Linked DNA regions of Oryctolagus cuniculus: region 2 is linked to region 1. Evidence: chromatin contacts called from public Hi-C data. All regions are on one chromosome and are shown on one strand. Each heading gives the region's core, a stretch centred on a gene start, on an enhancer-like site or on the middle of the called end of the contact. The rest is flanking DNA. Distances are from core to core; before and after follow the strand shown.

Evidence for each region. A called contact is a pair of places that touch in the nucleus more often than the background predicts.
Region 2: a Hi-C map of embryonic fibroblasts shows a contact between it and region 1, with 2.0 times the contacts expected there. The contact joins two enhancer-like sites. A contact is called at or near these places in 2 of 6 Hi-C or Micro-C datasets (embryonic fibroblasts and an unstated tissue).

Annotation. Positions count from the first base shown.
Region 1 is chr1:86,946,570-86,954,439 of mOryCun1.1, reverse strand. The region is part of intron 18 of FAM76B (family with sequence similarity 76 member B); the gene reads left to right. Among named protein-coding and RNA genes, the nearest start is that of FAM76B, 260 kb to the left of the region's middle. Within about 2 kb of position 4,504, at least 1 of the 8 cell types and tissues checked has an H3K27ac peak or open chromatin away from gene starts, as enhancers often do.
Region 2 is chr1:87,107,205-87,115,074 of mOryCun1.1, reverse strand. All of the region lies in intron 13 of FAM76B (family with sequence similarity 76 member B), which reads left to right. Among named protein-coding and RNA genes, the nearest start is that of FAM76B, 100 kb to the left of the region's middle. Within about 2 kb of position 5,169, at least 2 of the 8 cell types and tissues checked have an H3K27ac peak or open chromatin away from gene starts, as enhancers often do.

The DNA.
Region 1 (7,870 bases), core at 3,255-5,754:
TTTTGAATTCTCATTAATTCCCACAATTATTAAAACTACAAACTTGTGTCAGTGATCCAAAACTGGAAGGGAAGCTAAAATGTAAAGAAACAATATATAGATCAGAAAGATCTTCACAAGGTAAAACAAGAAGTATCATGTTCAGAAAAGGGAAGGCTAACATTTGCAAACACAGGAGGCTCAGTAGAAGAGCACACACATTGGTTTGTAGAATGAAGATCACCACTGACTAGAATTATGAGATTTAAAATTCTTATAAAAATAGGATCCTATACTCGCAGTTCTTTAATGTCTCCCAAGGTTGAAGAATTCTGTCTTTCCTTCCCATTGTATATAGAGTAAATGACATTTGTGGGGAGGGTGTATGTAGGTGAGTAAAATAGTTTTGACTAGTCCTTGTCTTCTTATGCCTTTTCTTTCCAGAAATTTCCTTTTGCTACTTCATAGTAATTCTGCCCAGCCCCTGTGGTTCAAGGGAACTAATTATTTTCCCCCACCCACTGGATCCCTGGAAATGGGTGTTTGACCTAATCTGTTGGACCAGGATCCTCCACGCTCATAGCTATTGTGATTAGCACACAGATGTCTGTGAGATATGCAGCAGCTGCAGCAGCCTTCCCAGGACCTTTAACTCGCTGGATTCAGCTGTGCCTAAAGTCTCTGGGTGAATTTTAAATTAATCCAGTCGTAAAAATCAAGAGAATTTGAGTTGAGGTGCTGTGATTTGTCACTGAAAGATTCACCACCAATACTCAGCTTCTTACAAAGGAAATATTTCCTAACATTCAGAGCTGAGCAAAAATGGGGTGTCTTTTTCCCTAGAGGTTATCCAGTAGCAGGAGAATCATATCTGCACCAAATGCATTTGTCCACCACCTAAAGGTCACAGTACTCTGCTGATCTCCAAATCCTTAAGTTCTAGGTTAGAGTATAGTTCTTCCTGCCAGTCCCAGTGGGACTCTACCTGGTGCTGAGGGATATGCAAGTCCATACTTTCTCCTGAATGAGAAGTAACGGATGGGGATGGTTGTTGGATAAGCACTATACCACTAAGTAGAGGTTTTTGAAGACAGTATTTTATATATTTTATATAATAATATATAATATATAATAATATATTTATATAATAATATATTTTATATATTCTTTATGACTCTGTACTTGATGCACTTTCATCTTAAGAAATAAAGATAGAACAAGTCAACTTTAAAATTGCTTTTCATAACCTATTTTCCTTAAACTACATCCTCGTCCCTGTCCCATCTCTAGGGTTCAAAGATAGTTACTCTAATCCTCATTTCCATTGGGCCTAACTCTTTATTCACTTCATATCTGAGAAGTGATTGTTGGACTTTCTCAATCTTGAGTTTATCTAATTTTGCTGTGATTCCTGCCACAGAGTACGAATTTTTGTTGTAAGGCTTCTATATAGACATTTTAATTCCTGGAACAACTCAGATCAGAAGAGGTTGAATATTTCCTTCTGTTTCTCTTGAAAAACAGTGGTCATAGTGCCTGTGGCTTGTGAAGTTTTATGGGAAGCTGTGAAGAGAGGCTGTAGTATGAAAGGATGCTGATTAAAATCCTACATACATTATGTATGAATCTGCACTTTTTGTGACCTCCTCTCCTGGAACTGTCCCAATCCAGATTACCCCAGGCTGAGCTGTGAAACGCAGAAAACTGCAAACCTCTTTAATTGGGGAATTAGGAAGTTTCAAAACACCAGGGCAGGGAAGCTTGTCAAGGCTTTAAGTTTCACAAATGTATAAGCCAAGTTCTTGTGCAAATGCCATGCTCTACCCTGAGCAAGCAAGAGAGCTGCCACCACTACTGAGTATGTCAGCCTGGAAACCTGTCAAGAGTAGGGATTGAGGGCCCTTATATTACAGTCCTTATGAACCCAGTGAAATTAGGAAAATTCTAAACGCATGGAATAGAGTTCTTTGAACTTATAAAAGATAGATTTTCTACTTATCAGCCTTAGCAAACACAAATGAAGAGGTGTTTAATATAAAGAAAGGATAGGAGTAACATAGAGAGAACAGATGCTTTTTTTCAGGCACATTTAAAATTTTCAGAACTAGCTGGTTTGGAATTCTGGAAGAAGCTTTAATCTTTTGATCTGGTAAAAGGCAACTTGAAAGGTATAGAGACAAAAAGGGCTGCATGTCTTCTCTAATAGCTGAAAGTTCCCATTTGGTGACAAGGGGATGGTTTAAATCAGGCAAGGCATGCAACAATAAATTACTGAACCACCCACAATCTCTACTCAGCTTCCTGCGCCAGGAGTTCAGCCTGGCAGGTGCCCTTGCTCTCGGAGAACAACTCAGAGAAGGTCCAGCTAAGGCAGAGGTTTGGAAGTGGTAGTAGAGGCAGGGAAGCAAGGTGCCAAGGCTTGTTCCATATAAACATGCCTCCCCACTTGGGGCAATAGAGAACTTTCCTTGGAGACCTGAATACATATGAATCAGAGACAAACATCAAATCTCTGAGAATACAATTTGGAAAAACACATTTTGGCTTTTCTACAGATTCAAAGCATATCTGACCCAATTCCTAACATCATTATATATTCTGTAATCATTATCTGTCTGAATTTTATATGCACTTTATATTCTGTTATAGGCATTAGCTTAGCAAAAGGATTCATGGAGAAATTCATTCCATCTTTTTCTTCAGTAATAATTGCTGAAAATGCCAGGTGTTCTACAAGGTGGTCAAGAGAAAAACTGATCAACCCTGTTCCTCTCTGAAATAATTAAAAAATTAGTGGCAAAATCACAAACACAAAAATAATTAAGGGTTCTAGATAAATGTTATTGACTCATTCCTCAAATCCTTTTAAAATGATAATAAAGAATTAGAGATGTTAAGCCACAGGGGCAAAAAGTGTAGGAGAAGAGACAACAGTAAGTGAGCAAAGAATTGGAATAAAAGCAGATAGTGAGGTGGCTTTAGAGGAAAAGGAGTAATTACAACTCGAGATCCTGCTGAGTTGAAAGGATGGGAGAGATTTGCCCACACATTGTTACTAATGCATACTGGGGACTGAATGATAGGAACACTGGTCATAGTTACTGACCCTACTTTAAATTCATGACCACCAGCCACTACTTGGAAATTTTCAGTGCTGTTGGCCTTGGATGGTGGCTAACTGTACACCAAATGAATTCCACTTATTCTAGTCACAGTGGAGAATGTAGGGAAGCATATGAGAAGGTTCTGTGATTGGTTTGCATGGCAGAAGGTACCTGGTTCTATTTGTGTCTAAACTGAAGTCATCTGATTTGGTTTTCATCTTCCATTGTCCCCTGTGTTAGGCTTGGTTACAGCAAGGCTGAAAAAAGAAAAGAAAGAAAGAAAGAAAGAAAGAAAGAAAGAAAGAAAGAAAGAAAGAAAGAAAGAAAGAAAGAAAGAAAGAAAGAAAGAAAGAAAGAAAGAAAGAAAGAAAGAAAGAGAAAGAGAGAAAGAAAGAGAGAAAGAGAGAAAGAAAGAGAGAGAAAGAAAGAGAGAAAGAAGGAACTGTGGAAAAACATGCTTTCTTGTTTGCATAAAATAATTAGCTGAGCACAAATGGGAAGCAAACCAAATAGTTAGGGAGTTCCTGTTGTTTGCCTCCTTTCCAATTCTGGACTGTAGTTTCCAAAAGCAACAGGAAGGCAGTTTTGCCCCAAGAATTTTCAAACCACATAAACCACTCCAAATTCCCTTTGATATGGCCCAGCTCTCCAATGTTTTCCAAGAACTCAGCTCAGCTTGCTTTGCTTCTGGACGTCATGAAGCACAGCAGGTCTAAATGGAAAGGTAAGTTCTCAACCCCATGATCCCATGGAAGCCTCTGAGCCCGTCAGATAAAGGACCCAGAGTTAGTTTTACTTGGAATTTTCCCTTGTAACCCCAACCATAAAATGTTGAGTTGTGCAACTAGAGCTGGTCAGTGGGTGGAGTTTCCATTCCTGCTTTTTTTGGCTAATTCAATGAGAAACAGATTCAATATTCACAGCTCTGCCCCCAGTCATTTTTGCAGAAGCCAAAATTTGTCAGGTTGTCCATAGAGACACATGTAATTTTACCAAATATCTGTGGGAAACTTTCCAAATATGTAGAGGTGATATGAGCACCAGATCCAAATTGGCATTAAAATATATTTTTATCAATTAGTGTATGTTTTCTTATTCTTTACTAATTTAGTTATTTGGAAAGATGAAGAAAAATATTGGGAATGTATAATTGATGGTATTGATGATTAACTAATAGGATGCATGTAACAAGGAAAGGGAGGAGATTGAATTCTCAGGTTTCTAATTAGAATGTTCTGGTAGGTGGTGGAATTAGAAAATTCTAAGATGAATATACTGGAGTGAAAGATACTACATTATTGAGGACATTTGTTCTTGTAGTATGGGAGGAACATTTGAATGGTTAGAGTACAGAGAGGAATATGCTGGTTGGGGCTTAGGACAGCTATGACCTGGAGGCCCTCTGCCGGCATGTGGTGATGAATACCACCATCTTGTGGTGTAGGTGAGATAGGGAGCAGATGAGACAGTCTGGGGCTAATGAGAAGGGCAAGTGGCAATGTAGAGTTGGGCAAGTGAAAAGGAATTCATAAAGGAACATCTAGAGAAGTAGGATGGAACCTCAAGGGGAAATGAGAAAATGAAGCAGGTCAGTAGAGACATTTCCAAGAAATTAATTGTGAAAGGAATGAGCAACATGGCAGGGCTATGTAAGTGGAACTGATTGAAGAGAGAGGATGGGAACTTCTCTATCCAGTTGCCTTTTATAAAGGAAAGTAACAAACACTGTGGATAATTATATGGCAACAGGCTCAGCTCTTAGAAAAAATACAACCTTGTTTAAATCCAGCATTCTGCACACTACACATCAACACCCTTGCAGCTTAGCATTGTTAGAGAAAAACACAGAATTATAGTGATGGCTTTCATTTTAGTCTCAAGTGGAATCATAATTCAGCCCACTTACATTCCTAACTTGATTACTCTCCCTTTCTCTTCAATGGCTATTCAATATCTTCTTGTCCCTCAAAAACCCTGCAGTCCCTTCTCCTCCACCCTCATACCAGGTGATGAGCTGACTTCATGTTTCACTGAAGAAAGAAAACAACTTGAGAGGAATCTACACGAACCGCAGACCACACCTCCTTATGGGTGTATGTCCTCGGCCTTCATCCTGGTTATTCCAGATGCATAGCTCGGGCTCCCGTGCAGCCTCTTAGCTTCCTCTCAAGATCCTATCCCATGTCATCCAGATCCATCTCCAAGCTTCCCACAATTTCTCTGACAATCAAACACCCATAAGGATAAAACGTGCCAGCATAAGCTGTTTCCTGAACCAACATCTATTCTGACTGTACTTTGCCTTCTGTCAACTATTTCCAATATTATCCATGAATATGGCTGAAATTTATTTCTCTAACTCTACTTTGCCTCACTCTCATTGCTCCTGCAATGTATGACTACTTAAAATCTTCTCTCATGCTCTCTGGTTTCTTTCTGGCATACCTTTGCTTCTGCAGTGTCCTCTACCTGGATAATATTTGTGTGGCACTCTGTGAGCCTACCTTCTGAAATCAACCCCCATTCCTGATTCCTCACCAACTCCCATACTGAGAGCTCAGTCATTCATGCATTCATTTTAGTGCACACATGCTTGCCAAGCTCATAGTAGGCATCAGGCATCATGTGAGGTGCTGGTGAAACAGTTGTGAGCAAGACAAACACAATTAAATTCTTCCAAGAAAAATTCCGGGCTCCCCACACTGGAATAGGTTTTCTTTCTCTGATATCCCTTTATATTATCTGAGTATATTTATCCCTCATCTACCTTATGTAATATCATTATCTGTTCATGTTTGAGTCCTATTCAATAGACCTTGAGTGCTTTAAGCTGAGACATGCATTATTCAGCTTTGTTAGAAAAGATGACCATATGAAATTGCACAGTTTTAACCATCAACAGTATAAACCTTTTAGAAAGTAAGAACTTTAATGAATGGGAATTTAAAAATATGTATCTTACAAGAGCAAAGCTTTTAATATATCTGGTCTTGTAGTTGCCAAATTTCTGGTATTTTCTATGGCAATTCTAATTCAAGCCATTCTCATCTCTTCCATCATCAGAATATGGAACTTATATAGTATATTGATTTTCATTTCTGAAAACATGGTTCTGTCTCATATATCCCAACTTCTTCTGAGGGACTTCACAAATCTTCCCATTGTTTAAATGTTACTTTTTCTGGCCCATGCTTGATATTAATCAGTTTTTTAAATACTTTAGACTTCAGTTCCTTAAGTATAAAAATGGGGATGGCAATGCTAACTTCAAAGTTAACAGTGAGTATTAAATAGTGTGTAAAGCATCAGTCTTACTACCTGGCACACAAGTATTGTTAAATAAATGTTTAGTTCCTTCCTGCATGCTCAGCAGTTAAATTACTTTTCCAAAACATATTAAACCAATCAGTAAGTTATTTGCATGTATTTACTTTGGCTGGCACTGCAAAAACAGTGGATACAGATGAGCACATTAAGGTCCTTACAGTCTTACTACCAAGACAGTTTAGAGGGCAAATAAATGCTGATCTGGGTGGAATTACAAAGAGTCCCAAACAGAATTTAGAAGAGAAATAAGAACCAGTGAGATTTCTCTGCATTAGGAAAACATGGTACTAGAATTCAATGGAAAGCTATGTGATAGCACTCCAGGAAAAGAATGGCTTTCATTTTATGTTCCTCCTGAAATATTCAGCTATGATGGGAAGGATGATGAGACTCAGATCAGGTCCTGAGATCAAGAGTAAATTGAGTGGCTCACTAGGCTAATCCTCCGCCTTGCGGCGCCGGCACACCGGGTTCTAGTCCTGGTCGGGGCACCAGATTCTGTCCCGGTTGCTCCTCTTCCAGGCCAGCTCTCTGCTGTGGCCAGGGAGTGCAGTGGGGGATGGCCCAAGTGCTTGGGCCCTGCACCCCATGGGAGATCAGGAGAAGCACCTGGCTCCTGCCATTGGATCAGCGCGCCGGCTGCGGCGGCCATTGGAGGGTAAACCAACGGCAAAGGAAGACCTTTCTCTCTGTCTCTCTCTCTCACTGTCCACTCTGCCTGTCAAAAAAAAAAAAATGAGTAAATTGAAAGTATGTCACTGTAAAAATTAAAAGAAAAATAAGAAAGGAAGGAAGAGGAAAGGTGGGGGGGGACATAGGGTAGGAAGTATCATTATGCTGTTAAAACTGTATACATGAAAATTCAAAAGTACATCATAAGTACCCCTGGAACAATGTTAGTGTAGCAAAGTGGCGAATTACATGTACAATTTAATTGTTGTTCCATGTATGGGTAAGAGCTAGGATTTGAAATTTAAAAACAAAATTAAGCATCATTTAAAATTTCTATACATGCAATAATGACATTTGCTAGCAGTTTTATGTCTTCCTTCCCAATATGTATGCATTTTGTATCCTTTCTTTGTGTTACTGCACTATCTAGTAATTCCACCATAATATTGAAAAGTAGTGGTGAGAAAAAGACACTTCCCCCTTTCCCCAACTTAAGGGAAAACTGTCCAATTTCACTATTAAAGTTGGTTTTGGTAGATATTCTTTATCTAGATGAGGAATTTCTCTTCTGTTTCTTGTTTGCTCAGTTTTTTTATGCCAAATATCTTTTACAAAAGTTGATGTAACCATTTAACATTTTTGCAGTTTGTGTAGTATGTCCAATTTATTGACTTTTTAAAATGCTGACAGCCTTGCTTACGTGGGATAAATACCACTTGCTTGTACTACATAAAATTGTTGGATTTTACCTATTATTTAAAAAAAAGAGAGATTTCTAAAGGCAACCC
Region 2 (7,870 bases), core at 3,920-6,419, 160 kb before region 1:
CCTCCTCTTCCAATAAAATGGGCCTGTTTCCCTTAGGAACTTAATATATGAGTTCTTTGGTATGATTGTGGTTTCAAAATTTTTAAAATCCATGACATTTTTATTTGTCCAGCCACTTGACCTAATTTCAGTTTGTAACTGCCATCATTGTAGTCAAGACTGTTGCCAGCTAATCTGGAAAAAATAAAAGGCCTCATCAGTGTTTGAGTAAAAGCTAAGGTTGAAAGTGTTACTTACTCCTTTTCCTCTAATTACATTTTAACACAGTGCTTGCTTGAACAAAGGGAGTGAAGAATTTGAGTCACATGGCAGGCTGATGACTGAGGTGATTTGGATGTGGTTAGGTCGCCACAGAATTGTTGACCCTAACAAAATCTGCTGGACCCTTCCTCGGCAGCCCTGTACCTGCCAGTCTGTAGTGTGGCACATGTAGATAGGAATAACTTACTGAAGCAACATTCCAAAGTGCTGTTGCTAAGGCTTGCTTATTCTGATAATCAGAGACTGAGGGTGCCCACTGAGAAGATACAGTTCAGATAATCATTCATGATATTTGCTGGGGGATTCCATACTAGATATTATTAGGGACACAGAATGGATTGAGAATAATTAAACCTAGAACAAACAGTATGCTAGATACAAGTTACCAAATAATTAACACACAAAACACAAACAGGACTGCAAAAATAACTAATACATAATAAAGAAATTACATTGTTTTCTATCTAGAAAATATTAGAGAACTGGTAGAGGATTTAGCCAGGACTACTAAAGGGAAGTGGCCCTGCTCAGTCATTGTGTAGGTGTTCACCTTCCCTTCCCCCTTTCATCTAGTTCTAGGATTTGGTTTTATTATCTTCTATGTGACACAATACTCCATGTACCCACTAGTTTTATGTTGGAGAGGTCACCTCTTGAATCAGAGCACTTAAACTCCTTGAGAACTCTCAGGCTCTCTCTGCAGTAGCCTAGATCTCACGTTTCAAGATGATTTTCTATCTCTGTATTTCTTTAGCTTTAATTAATCTTCTTCCTAACTACTAATGCCTGGATCTGTATGATGCTAGCACTTATGGAGATCTCCTTACTTCCGTTTTTTTCCCCATCAGCCCAAAGTGCTTGTCATCTGGAAATGACATACCTCCTCCTGTACCTCACTTCATGGTTTTCAGCTCTCATGTTCAGTGCAGGTGGAGAAGTAGTTATAGAAACAGTTTTGGCTTTTACTTGAAAAGAGAACTTCCAAGTCAATTATAACCACCTAAATGTCAGCCGGCACTGCGGTTCACTAGGCTAATCCTCCGCCTGCAGCGCCGGCACCCCGGGTTCTAGTCCCGGTTGGGGTGCCGGATTCTGTCCTGGTTGCTTCTCTTCCAGTCCAGCTCTCTGCTGTGGCCCGGGAAGGCAGTGGAGGATGGCCCAAGTGCTTGGGGCCCTGCACCCTCATGGGAGACCAGGAGGAAGCACCTGGCTCCTGGCTTCGGATCTGTGCAGCGCGCCGGCCATAGTGACCATTTGAGGGGTAAACCAACGGAAGGAAGACCTTTCTCTCTGTCTCTCTCTCTCTCACTGTCTAACTCTGCCTGTCTATATATATATATATATATATATATATAACCACCTAAATGTCTTTCCATTGTGAAAGTGTCCTTAACTTTCACGTTCTACTTCCAATTTTTTGATGTGTGTGACAGTCCTTGCACATTTTTGTCCACATTTTTTGATGAGAGGGCCCTTTTACATTCTAGGGTAGAAATGAGGCTAAGCCAGAAAACCTGCAACCTGTGGCATACTTTATATGCATAACACTGTAGCCCTTCTTTATGAGGGAAACCAATAGAAAGAACACAGGTAGTATTGCTAAAAATAAAGAATGATAGGGTAGGATATAGGAAGAATAGCTTTGGGGACTCTTCTGCCCCCACAGAAAAAATGCCAGTGGGACTCTGCTACCCTTACAAACTATTTGTATCTAATCAGCTGGTCACTGGGTACCGTGATTAGTAGGACTCAGTAAGTTTTCACGCTTATCCCTTCCCCACCGAGCAAGGAGGTTCCACCAGCTTTCCTACTCTCATAAGACTGTTCTTGAAATTGGAGTAGTCAGTACTGTGTTGTGTCAGAAGTTAAATTCTGGGCTGAACTGAAGATACAGAAACTAAGAAAGATTAAAGGCAGGTTACAGATTTTTCATGAACTGTAAAATTCACTTATGACATAGCATCATTGTTTAGAAAATGCTGATTCAACTTTGCCAAACTGTGCACTTACTCCTCATGTAGGATCTCTGTCCTTAATATGCTGTGCATTGAGATTTAATGCTATAACGAGTACTCAAACAATATATTTCACTTTGTGTTTCTATGGGGGTGCAAACTGTTGAAATCTACTTAATGCATACTAAACTGATCCTCTGTTAAAAAAAAAAAAGAAATTATCAACTCCCAACTTGACTCTCACTGGGATTAAACATGACAATAGGTCTGATCTGATTTCATCATCATTTTAAAAAAAAAATCTATTATTTTTCACTTTATGTTTCTGTGTGGGAGCAAACTGTTGAAATCCTTACTTAATGTATACTAAGCTGATCTTCTGTATATTAAGATAATCAAAAATGAATCTTGATGTGAATGGAAGGGGAGAGGGAGTGGGAAAGGGGAGGGTTGTGGGTGGGAGGGACGGTATGGGGGGGAAGCCATTGTAATCCATAAATCATACTTTGGAAATTTATATTCATTAAATAAAAGTTAAAAAAAAAAAAAAAAAAAAAAAAAAAAAAAAGAAAATGCTGATTCAAGTTGCTGTAAATATTGTGTGTGCGTGTGTGTGTGTGCGTGTGTGTGTGTGCATTTATGTGGGCACATGCATTCATGGCTCTTTTCCCAGCTCTTAAAGCTCCACCATGACTCATTTCTTTCTCTTCCCCATCCCCCATAATCATCACAACATATTGAAATAACTGGAAATGACAAATAGCAATGTTTTATTTTATTATTACTGTAAATCAGTAGTACAAAAAGGATGTTGGCTTGGTAGGTCAGACTCATTAGTCTTCGAGTTTCCTGGAAGTCAGAGATTTTTAAAAATCAGAAGGGTATTGAGTCTGAGTCTTGAGGTTGCCTTTCTGTTTGGGTGAAGGACAGACTTCAGGGAAAATTTTTGAAAGGCCTCTTATCAAAATGTTTGTCCTGGTTACTCTTGAATGAATGATTTGAACATTTAGGTTCTTTTTACAGGGACGTTTTTCTTTATTGAAGTGAAGGAAGTTAAAATGCTTCAAGAACTGGGCTGCTTTATGCAGCACTTAACATGGTCCTAAGAAGGTACTCAGGATGCATTTGTTGATTAAGAGATTGAAAAGTCACCTCTAATACGCTGCTTAACTCCTTTCTCTATTAATAAAAACAAATGTAATCCTGGCACACAAATGTGTAATCTGGAAATGGGTTTTAGAAATCCACTCTACTGAATAAATGGGCCATTAGAGCCCATTATTACCAAGGTTGAAAGGTACAGTTGTCTGGATGGAGGTGGGAGCTCAGGGATAGGGGCAGGGATAGTTAACTGTTTCAAAATGTTGATGGAGAAAAGAACTTAGCCCTTGTGTTTTCATCTGCCTGATATTCCTACCGGCAGCCTAAATGTCATAATATCTGGAAATTGTCAAAAACTGTGAAGAGTTGAGATTTTGCTTATAAGCCAATAGTTAGACCATTGCAACTTCATAGATGCTGGTGAAAAAAATACTCCTGGGACATAAGCACAGGACTTTATTACTCAGAGAAATAAAAATAGGCAGGCAGAGTATAAGAATTATCTTGTAGTTCTCTCATCTCCAGTTTCCATAGGGTGACATGAAGAAGGCCAGGTGACATCTGCACATGTAGTAGATTGCATGACAAAAAGGAACTCTGAAATTAGGGTATCCAGATTCATTACAATTGCCAGAAGCATGCCTAATAGACACTGTATCTTCCAAGGTGGTTTCTATATAAAGGTCCTTGAAAAGATAGTCCAGGACAAAGGATGTCAGTGCCTCTCATTAGAAGATGTTCAGAAAATGGGTTTCCCATGGAGAAATCATCTTCCAACAGAGAGCTCTTGAAAATACATGGTATCGGCCAGCGCCGCGGCTCACTAGGCTAATCCTCCGCCTGCAGCGCCGGCACACCGGGTTCTAGTCCCTGTCGGGGCGCCGGATTCTGTCCTGGTTGCCCCTCTTCCAGGCCAGCTCTCTGCTATGGCCAGAGAGTGCAGTGGAGGATGGCCCAAGTGCTTGGGCCCTGCACCCCATGGGAGACCAGGAAAAGCACCTGGCTCCTGCGTTTGGATCAGCGCGGTGCGCCGGCCGCAGCTTGCTGGCCGCGGCGGCCATTGGAGGGTGAACCAACGGCAAAGGAAGACCTTTCTCTCTGTCTCTCTTTCTCACTGTCCACTCTACCTGTCAAAAAAATAAAATAAAATAAAATTAAAAAAAAGAAAATACATGGTATCTGTGCCTTCTGGATGCTATCTCATTTCCATGCTTTCTTTAGGCCACCATCTTAACTGAAACATAGTGGTTCTCCCTTTCTTCATTTTCCTGCTTTCAAACCTGGCTTGTAATTACCTAGGATATTTTTGTTTCCTTGAGTGTGTTCCTTGAGAGTTCCCAGGAATTTTTGAAGTCAAGACAGATGACAATTTAATTAGGTTTGTGACAAAAGAAGCTAACTTCTTCTGAGGCCACTAGTGATACTTGATTGACCTTGACATGGGAAGAAGAGAATAAATAGGAAGGAAAAAATGTAGTGAGGCAGAGTGGAGACAGAATGGGCAAAGGAAGGATAAGGGAGAAAAGGGGAGGAGGCGCAACAACTATCTCCTTCCTTCCCAGTAAGAAGGCTGTATATTGTGAGGATGAGCAACAAAGAGAATAAAACTATTTGACAAGAGTTGGCAGCTACTATTTTGGCAACCAGGTTGCTGAGCAGAAAACAAAAGAGAAAAGAAGGAAAGAAAAAAGGAGAGGTGGGGGAACTATTGCACAGTTCAAATCTAACTGCAATAAAATTTTCCTTGGATATTTTTATCTGCCATTTCCAACAGAATCAGGGACAGTATTTAGCATCTATTTATGAAAAGTAAAGCAGTGAGTCATAGAATACTGGTAAGGCTAAGGCCCCAGAGGAAACTGTGTGGGTAGCAAAGAAATTAAGCTTTCATACATTGAACTAGCTGCAAAAGATAAAGATCCTCTCTCACACCCTCTCTCTCATCTATTTAGAATAGTGAACAATTTAAAGGCAATTTGTTGAAAACATGTTATGTAACTAAAAAGTGAATGCTTGATATCCACAATTCTCAGAGAAACTTAAATTAATGTAGACTTTTCTATAGGTGAGAATGGGGTCTCCATCAGTACTACTGGACTTGTTATGGTGCCTATGTCCATGAGGCATCATCTCGATAGTGCTTTTTAATCATCTCAGTTGCACAGCAAACACTGGTATAAAAGTGAAACAACTTGCCCATTAGTAGGTCAGAAACATGAACTAGACCACCTGACTCCAAGTCTAGATTTTTGACATACAGTATTAAACTGTAATGAAATTAATAATGTGGAAACACAAGGGAGAAAGCATGCCAATTCATGCTCTCTCTCCTCAAAAGTTGACCATCTGTATAGAAGGGCTTCTGTGTATGAAAGGCAGGAAGGAGAGATTGCTAAATAATCTGCTCTCAACAACAATATTCTTGGGTCTTATACTTTGATCTCTTAAAAAAGTAGCTGAATTTTCACATGAAACAATGTAATCTTTCTCATTTTCATTCAAGTGATTAAATCTGGTATACTGGAAGTTTTATTTTGAAACCCAGATTTCCTGCAGAATAGCTTTCCTACACAGCAGGTCTTGCACAAGTCATAGAATCCATGGACAGGATGGGATGACGGGTATAAAATGTTACATCCTAGCTGAATGAAAATAATAAATATCAGTCTGTAAGTGGCAACCCAAATCTACTTTCTTTTCAAAAAGAGATAATGAATTAAATTAGCCCTATCCAAAAAAGGAATTCTAGCTAATTTTTTTAAATTCTCCAACCACCAGTATGTCATAGCTAGTCTTACCTAGCACTGTCCTACCTCCTTTCTAAATGACTGCTGCATATGATCTTCTGTTGTTATTGCTCAATAACCATTATTCTACTTTTGTCTTCTCCGCATATTGATCTTATAAATGTTGATGGTCTCAGAGTGGAAATCTCTTATGTGCATGAGATCTGTTACTGTGAACCATGTCTACAAAAATGCTAGATACGGGTGGTGCCGCCGCTCACTTGCCTAATACTCCGCCTGCAGCGCTGGCACCCAGGTTCTAGTCCCAGTTGGGGCGCCAGATTCTGTCCCGGTTGCTCCTCTTCCAGTCCAGCTCTCTGCTGTGGCCCGGGAGTGCAGTGGAGGATGGCCCAAGTGCTTGGGCCCTACACCCGCATGGGAGACCAGGAGGAAGCACCTGGCTCCTGGCTTTGGATCAGTTTAGTGCGCCAGCCGTAGCAGCCATTTTGGGGGGTGAACCAACAGAAAAGGAAGTCCTGTCTCTCTGTCTCTCTCTCACTGTCTAACTCTGCCTGTCAAAAAAAAAAAAAAAAAAAAAAAAGACAGATACGAATAGGTGTTGAATAGTATGTACTTTATGTTAATTTGAAAACAAGTTTGGTGATGGTAATGATGACCTTCTCGGTTAACTAAATGTAAGGGAAGTGATAAATTTATTCCCCACAATCTCTAAGTAAAAGACCTTGGATGCCTTCAAATTTATGAAAGAGAAAAAAAACCTGAAAAAAAGGAAAAATGCCCTAGTCATGCCCTTTCATATGTATAGAGAACATTTCCATTTATATATTCCATCATGATGTGAAGTTCAACATGCCTTAAACCAAATTCTATTTCTTCTCTCAGAGGAGCCCTTCTGATTAGTGTGCCTGTTTCAGATTTATTCTCATAGCTTCCTAAGCTCAAAACCCCTGAGTCATTTATTACTGCCGCCTCTTCCATACACTCATATCAAATCAGTAATCAAGTCCTGTTGTTTCTGCCTTCAAAATAATTTTCATATCTTTCCCTCTCAGTTACCATGGATACCATCAAATCTTGCTTTTTGCTTCATGCCTGGACAACTGCAGTAACTTGCTGAGTCTCTCGGCTCCAATCTACACTGCATCCAGCTGCTGCTGGAATAATTTCTTTTGTCATATCACACCCCTGCCCAAAAACCTTCAGCAGCTCCTCACTGTTTTATTTAAAATCTAGTTCTTTAAAGGAATTTGCATGGCCTTCCATAATCTGACCATATTTAAAGAATCCCTGCTAATTTATATAACATCTTTGTGCAGAGGCATCACTTGCAGGCATAGGAAATCTGGTGACTTAGGCTTAGCAAGCTAACCAAGCTTCTGTGTGTACTTTAAAGGCTAGTTGCATCCTCAGGGTATACTCTCTGCTTCAGGGTACACAAGACCCTGGGAGAGCAGGGCATAGGCTGTTTTCAAGTTTCTAAACACACAAAGTCCCATTCAAGACTTACGTTAACCGCCACAGCTGGTGCCCTGCAGTCTGTCCATTCAACCTGATTTTTTTAAATTATTTATTTATTTGAAAGTCAGTTACACAGAGAGAGGCAGAGAGAGAGAGAGAGAGAGAGAGAGATCTTCCATCCGCTGATTCACTCCCCAGTTTTTACTCCCCAATTGGCTGCAAAAGCCGGAGCTGCAGGGATCTGAAGCTAGGAGCCAGGAGCTTCTTCTGGGTCTTCCTACATAGGTGCAGGGGCCCAAGGACTTGGGCCATCTTCTACTGCTTTCTCAGGCCATAGCAGAGATCCGG